2 separate regions of the Sus scrofa genome follow, and region 1 is linked to region 2. Evidence: chromatin contacts called from public Hi-C data. All regions are on one chromosome and are shown on one strand. Each heading gives the region's core, a stretch centred on a gene start, on an enhancer-like site or on the middle of the called end of the contact. The rest is flanking DNA. Distances are from core to core; before and after follow the strand shown. Region 1 has its middle 30 kb from the start of SPACA1. Region 2 has its middle 120 kb from the start of AKIRIN2.

Region 1 (2,926 bases), core at 144-2,643, 160 kb after region 2:
TCAGTGGGTTAACGATCCGGCGTTGCCGTGAGCTGTGGTGTAGGTTGCAGACGCGGCTTGGATCCCATGTTGCTGTGGCTCTGGCGTAGGCTGGTGGCTACAGCTCCGATTCAACCCCTAGCCTGGGAACCTCCATGTGCCGCGGGAGCGGCCGAAGAAATAGCAACAACAACAACAACAAAAAGACAAAAGACAAAAAAAAAAAAAAAAAAAATTAAAGTGGAAAGAAACTTTGGGGGCTAGGGTGTTTACCTTTGTCCTCGCCTCCCCCATCTAGCCTTAGACATGGGGGTATTAATTCTCTTCTTCAAGGTGTCCAGGCTGGACGATCCTGCAACAAACTCTAGGAAATCCATTTCAATATCAATTTCCCTCATGGCCAGGAGGAGTCATTTGGCTCATATATAATCTCCTCTGTGTTGAAAGCCCTTAGTGACCCTGTGTCTTCCCTCAGCAGGGTGGAGGGTATTCTGTCAAAATGCCATGATGGATGATATGCTTGATGACCTTCTGGACTTTTTGCAGGGCAGGGAAAGTAGAATGACGGGTGGCAAATAGGCAGAGGGGGATACTCCTATTTGCCGTGCCTGCAGTAGGAGGAAAGTTCTGGAAGGAGATGTTGAGTAAGACTCCCTCTTCCTCCTGCTTCCCCCTCCCAGACCTTCACGGCCGCTCCCTCCCTTCAGCGAAGCTGTTGGTGACACTGGAATTGGGGGCTGTGCTAGTAGCAAGGGACTGTATCCACTTTGAGAGCTTACAGAAGGAGAAACCATTTAGGGAAAGAAGGCAAATCTCTCCTCTGGGTTCAGGAGTTGCCATTTTCAGGACTCATACCTCGTTCTTGCCTGTGGTAACTTCTGTGACACAGACATGATACCAGTTAGGGTACATTTTGTGTTCAATACTGTGGGCATTTTTCTCATGAGAGTATCCACTCCACTCTGCCAGAAAAAAAAAATAAAGATAAAAAAAGAACTCTAATATACGGCACAAATGAACCTTTCCACAGAAAAGAAAATCATGGACTTGGAGAATAGACTTGTGGTTGCCAAGGGGGAGGGGGAGAGAGTGGGATGGATGGGGAGCTTGGGGTTAATAGATGCAGACGATTGCCTTTGGAATGGATTAGCAATGAGATCCTGCTGTGTAGCACTGGGAACTATGTCTAGTCACCTATGATGGTGCATGATAATGTGAGAAAAAAGAATGTATACATGTATGAGTAACTGGGTCACCTTGCTGTACAGTAGGAAAAAAAATAATGTATTGGGGAAATTAAAAAAAAAAAGAACTCATTACATTTAAAGAGACTCAGTAAGAGGCTGTGACAACAGAGTCAAGTGTTGTCTTACTTGGAAACTGCTCAGATGAGGGCCAGTTTCTCTTCACTGCCAAGGGGCACTGCTTACCAAAGTCACCCCCGTGACAAAGGCTTTCATTCTGTCCAGAAGTGACCTCAGAATCATAGACAGCGGAGGGTTGCAGGCAATGCTCTGTAGCCAGAGCCCAGTTTGGATCTGCAATATGTCTTTGCAAGAAACATCACCACCATCAAATCATGAACACAGCATATTTTAAGTTATTATAAAGTTTACAAACTTCCATGCTTGTGCTGTCTTACACTGATGTTCTGTGAGGCCCCCTCACTATAGTGTATTGTGTGTCCTGTCTTCCCAGCTGGGTTGAAAGCCAGATCACACCAGTCCTTGGAATCCCCAGCACCTGACGGGGTATGTGGAAATGACTAGGCACTGGATAAACAATTGAGCAATGAATAAATAGACAAACTGCCTTCTTTCTAATAGATTTCCCCAGAAAGACTAGTTGATCCTTCTTTGTAAGAGTTTTACTCTACTCATTTCTTAAAGAAAAAGCAAAAAGGGGAAAAAAAGTATGAGTTTCATTCCAGACCATTTCTAATGAAGGTCATGGCAATTTATGGACCAAGAAAGGCAAGACGGTGGGATAAAAAATAACCCATAATGAAAAGAAAATAATGAACCTCTCTGGGATTGGGGTGGGGGGCTTTTATATAGATTGGTGTCTCTTGGGCACTTATGAGACAGTATTCGGGAGGGTTGCTGAGAGGGTCTAGAAAGAAGCTCATTTAACTGTTTGGTGTGCAGGAGGCTAGGGATGTGGGGGACAAGTCAAACCAAGGGGAAAATGCAAATGAAGATCACGTTTCCTTGAACACATTCTATAGCTCCTCATTTCTCTGGCCAGCTTATACTTAACGGCAGTTTTCTCTCTGGACCAATATGTCATTTATTTTAGTTCTACTAAGTCACACACTACTGGAATGCAATTGGTATTCTTACCGACTGAGAACCATCTGCTCTTTTCTAGACAACAGCTATTCTGTTCCGTCTCTCTCCACCTCCTGCTTCTTTCAGTTTTCTCATATATTTTCAATCGTATGCATTCTTTTCTCTATGAATAGGAGAGAGTAAACGCCTGAGGAATTAGCTCTTCGGATACATTTTTTCCCCCTCAGGCATTGGAATTTTAAATTGTTGTTTGTTCCCTTTCAGAGTCTTGATCTTCTATATGTAAAATAAAATGTTTGTCTGTACTACTGGCAAAGGCAAATGTAGCCTTCCGGAAAGATTTTCTATGTTCCTTAGATAAACCATGAATCACTTTTTAACTGCTGACCATTGAATGTCATAATATTTCCTCTATTTCTCAAACAATCAAGGAAAAAAAGGTAAATAGTTTCCAGAGAAACTGACAGGTAGCAGATGAGGAAAATCAAGGGGTTTTATGTAAACTTACTCTCCTCTCTGCTCTAAGAGCCCAAGGAGAGGCTCCTTGCAAAGTTCAAGGCATTTTCAGCTTGAACTTTGGAGACACAAATGCATTCCTGGGCTGCTGGTGTTTCCCTGGAGTTTGTGGCTTTGACCCCCATGTTCAAGTTTCTTTT
Region 2 (2,827 bases), core at 157-2,656:
ATCATATCCCTTCTTAACCACCCCCCTGGAGGTCCCCTATGCCTATTCTACCCAGAAAATACTTTTCTTCTTTGCATTGTCTAGTACTTTTATTTCCACCGTAGCCCAGACCTGTAGAAAAGGTTCAGCCTCGCTGCTGTCTTGTTCCTTTCTCATAAACAACATGAACAAGAATATTTATAGATCTGAAAATCCTTTAAAGTATTTATTTCTGTGCAGGTAGAAAACTTCCTAAGTAACTCCCTCTTTTTGGAAGCATGGAGGGTGGGAACTTCAGGGACCAGTGGTGTTGTTTGCTCCTATTATCTGATCAAGGATACTGGAGAGAGTTGAGAAAAATAGTGGGAATTTGGAGAGATGGAGATGAAGAATATAATGAGAAAGTAAAACATGGCACAGGGGTTAAAAATGGGCACAATGAATAAATTCTTTCTTTTATAATTCGTATTGTAGTAGAATTTTATAAATTGAGTTGCTGCAGAAAAAGGAGTAATAAAATGATATTAATTAGTATCATACTAGTAATTATACTATTTGTCCCTGAATTTATATAATCTTTCTGCAAAAAGCTAAAAATGGTTTCAAAAGCGCTAATAATATTATATTATTGGGCAATGTGTCTATAATAGACATTAATTATATGGTATTAAACCAATCCACAGAGCTTTCTAAAGGTATAATAGGCTAATAAAACACCAGAAACCTAATTGCTACTCTAAGAATTTAGAATTAAAATTAGCTTAATGATAGGAAAAATTTTAATAGGAAAAAATATCCGCAGAACATTTGCTCTGATATAGTTTTTCACTGTAAAGAATATTAAAAATATCAATAAAAGCAAAATAAGTATCCAGACCTTATTACACAAATATCGCTGTTAAATTTCTTCTTTTTCTAAGCTATCTTATTGTGTGGTTTTCAGAGCCTTTTATAAGTCAGCCACTAGAGAGCAAACTTCTTCTTTTTATCAGTCTGCAGTATTATTAAAAAAAAAAAATACATACCACGTGTATATACCGGCACTCTTAGAATAGCCTATTATCTCAGACTGTAAAATCTGATAATATAGCTTCCGAATGCCTGGGGCAGTGGGCGTGGGGGATGGAAGTGGGGAATTTTAAGGCCTTTATATTAAAAACATAAGAAAGAACAAGATAAGATGTTGTAATGTTGAACTACCTTCCTGGAGTGAAAATGAACCCTTCTGCTAATGGAGCTTAAAGTCTTAGGTTTCATCCCCTGTAATAAAATACGATAGGCATTGTTTGGTCTGACAGGCATCCTGGGTCTTTTATTCCAGGCGAGGGTAATAGAAATGATACTGGAGCTCAAAGAAATGATACTGTTTCCAAGTAGAAATGTGGATAAATTACATTGTCAGTTACATTACAGCCTTTCACTCCAGAGGCCTGAGTCAGGCAAAGAAAGCTGCCAGTGGAGGAACTTTCTCATCTTTGCACAAACTCCCACTATTGACATTCCTTCCAAAGGTCAGTATGAGCCCCAAAGATCAATACACAGGCAGATCAATCTGCTAAAGGGTGCCAGAGAACAGATGAGGGAACGTAGGAACACTGGGGACTCTCCCCCAACTTACCAGGCCCCAGAAGTTATTTCCCAGGCAGCGTTTTGACCAAGATTGACAGAAAAAGTGAGTAAAGCTGCTTTCTCTTCTGTGTTCTGTTAACAGGACCCTAGGAACTCACCGCTGAATAGTCATTGGAATCAAATTTCATCATTCTCATCTGGGCTTTGGGATATTTGAGGATTTACCACCTAGAATTTGGACTTTTGGGGTATTTTTACAAAATAACGATAGTTAGATTATACCAGCTATCGAAGAAGGGAGATTTCAAAACCTTCCAAGGAAACACTTTCGGGGGTTTATAGGCTATTCCTCTTAGGCAATGTATATTTTCTGTCGAATTGACTCAAGTGGAAGTGTCAATATTTGAACAATTTGGCCTATAAAATGGCAATTTTGCAGGCTTTGGCCTAACACATGATACTACAGGGTCTTCTGTGGAGAGACCTCCATCCCCAGCTCAGGTTTCCATCAGCCATCGTTACACACCTACCACGCTCTCAGTGCTGTCCCCGCGCAGCTCTGGGAACAGGAGCAGGAGCAGGGACCACTTCCCTTCAGGGCACTGTGGTGAGTGCTCTCAGACATTAAGGACCAGCAGACCAGTCCTGCCTTTGCAGCGCTTGCATCCTAGTGTGAGGAGTGGACAGGATTGCTCACTCTAAGGAGGATGAGGCCGTGCTATGTTCTCTAGAGTTGAACAGCTGTGGGACCAGGAAAGGGGGCTGAGATTCGGTCCTGACTGGGGGATTCCTGGAGTCTTCACGGAGGAAGGGACACTCCTGTTTGGGAGCTGATGCTTACCTGGGAGAGGTGATGATTTAACTGGGACTTGAAGAATGCTTAAGCTTGTTCTTACAATTTCTGTCAGAAAGCTGCAGCCAAAATTGTTAGTATCCCCAGGTGGCAGTGGTCCTTCTAGAACCACACGAAACTTGGCACAGTGTGGAGGCACCCTCCCAAGCCCCTGAGCCACTGCGATGTAGTGGCTGGGAACACTGACCCTGGAGCCAGACTGCCCTTATGGAATGTCTGTGTGACCTCGAGTAGTTTATTCAGCTTCTCTGTGCCTCAATGTCCTCACCTGTAAAATGTGGGTAAGTGATAGGACCTATTTTCGGTCTCCTCTGGAATTCTGACAGGGCTGGACATTTCCACAGGTTTATGGGTAACCTAACAAAACTCTTTTCACAGACTCACTAAGGGAGCCCCAAGGAAAGAACTTCGGTGAGCAAGACTTGA

What was found. A called contact is a pair of places that touch in the nucleus more often than the background predicts.
Region 1: a contact with region 2 is called in a Hi-C map of liver, with 8 times the contacts expected there. The contact joins two enhancer-like sites. A contact is called at or near these places in 1 of 5 promoter capture datasets (liver) and 2 of 47 Hi-C or Micro-C datasets (embryonic fibroblasts and liver).

What each region holds. Positions count from the first base shown.
Region 1 is chr1:56,346,823-56,349,748 of Sscrofa11.1, forward strand. No RefSeq gene overlaps it. Among named protein-coding and RNA genes, the nearest start is that of SPACA1, 30 kb to the right of the region's middle. Within about 2 kb of position 1,394, at least 3 of the 83 cell types and tissues checked have an H3K27ac peak or open chromatin away from gene starts, as enhancers often do. A contact at or near this core is called in liver, where this site is marked.
Region 2 is chr1:56,183,200-56,186,026 of Sscrofa11.1, forward strand. No RefSeq gene overlaps it. Among named protein-coding and RNA genes, the nearest start is that of AKIRIN2, 120 kb to the left of the region's middle. Within about 2 kb of position 1,407, at least 5 of the 83 cell types and tissues checked have an H3K27ac peak or open chromatin away from gene starts, as enhancers often do. A contact at or near this core is called in liver, where this site is marked.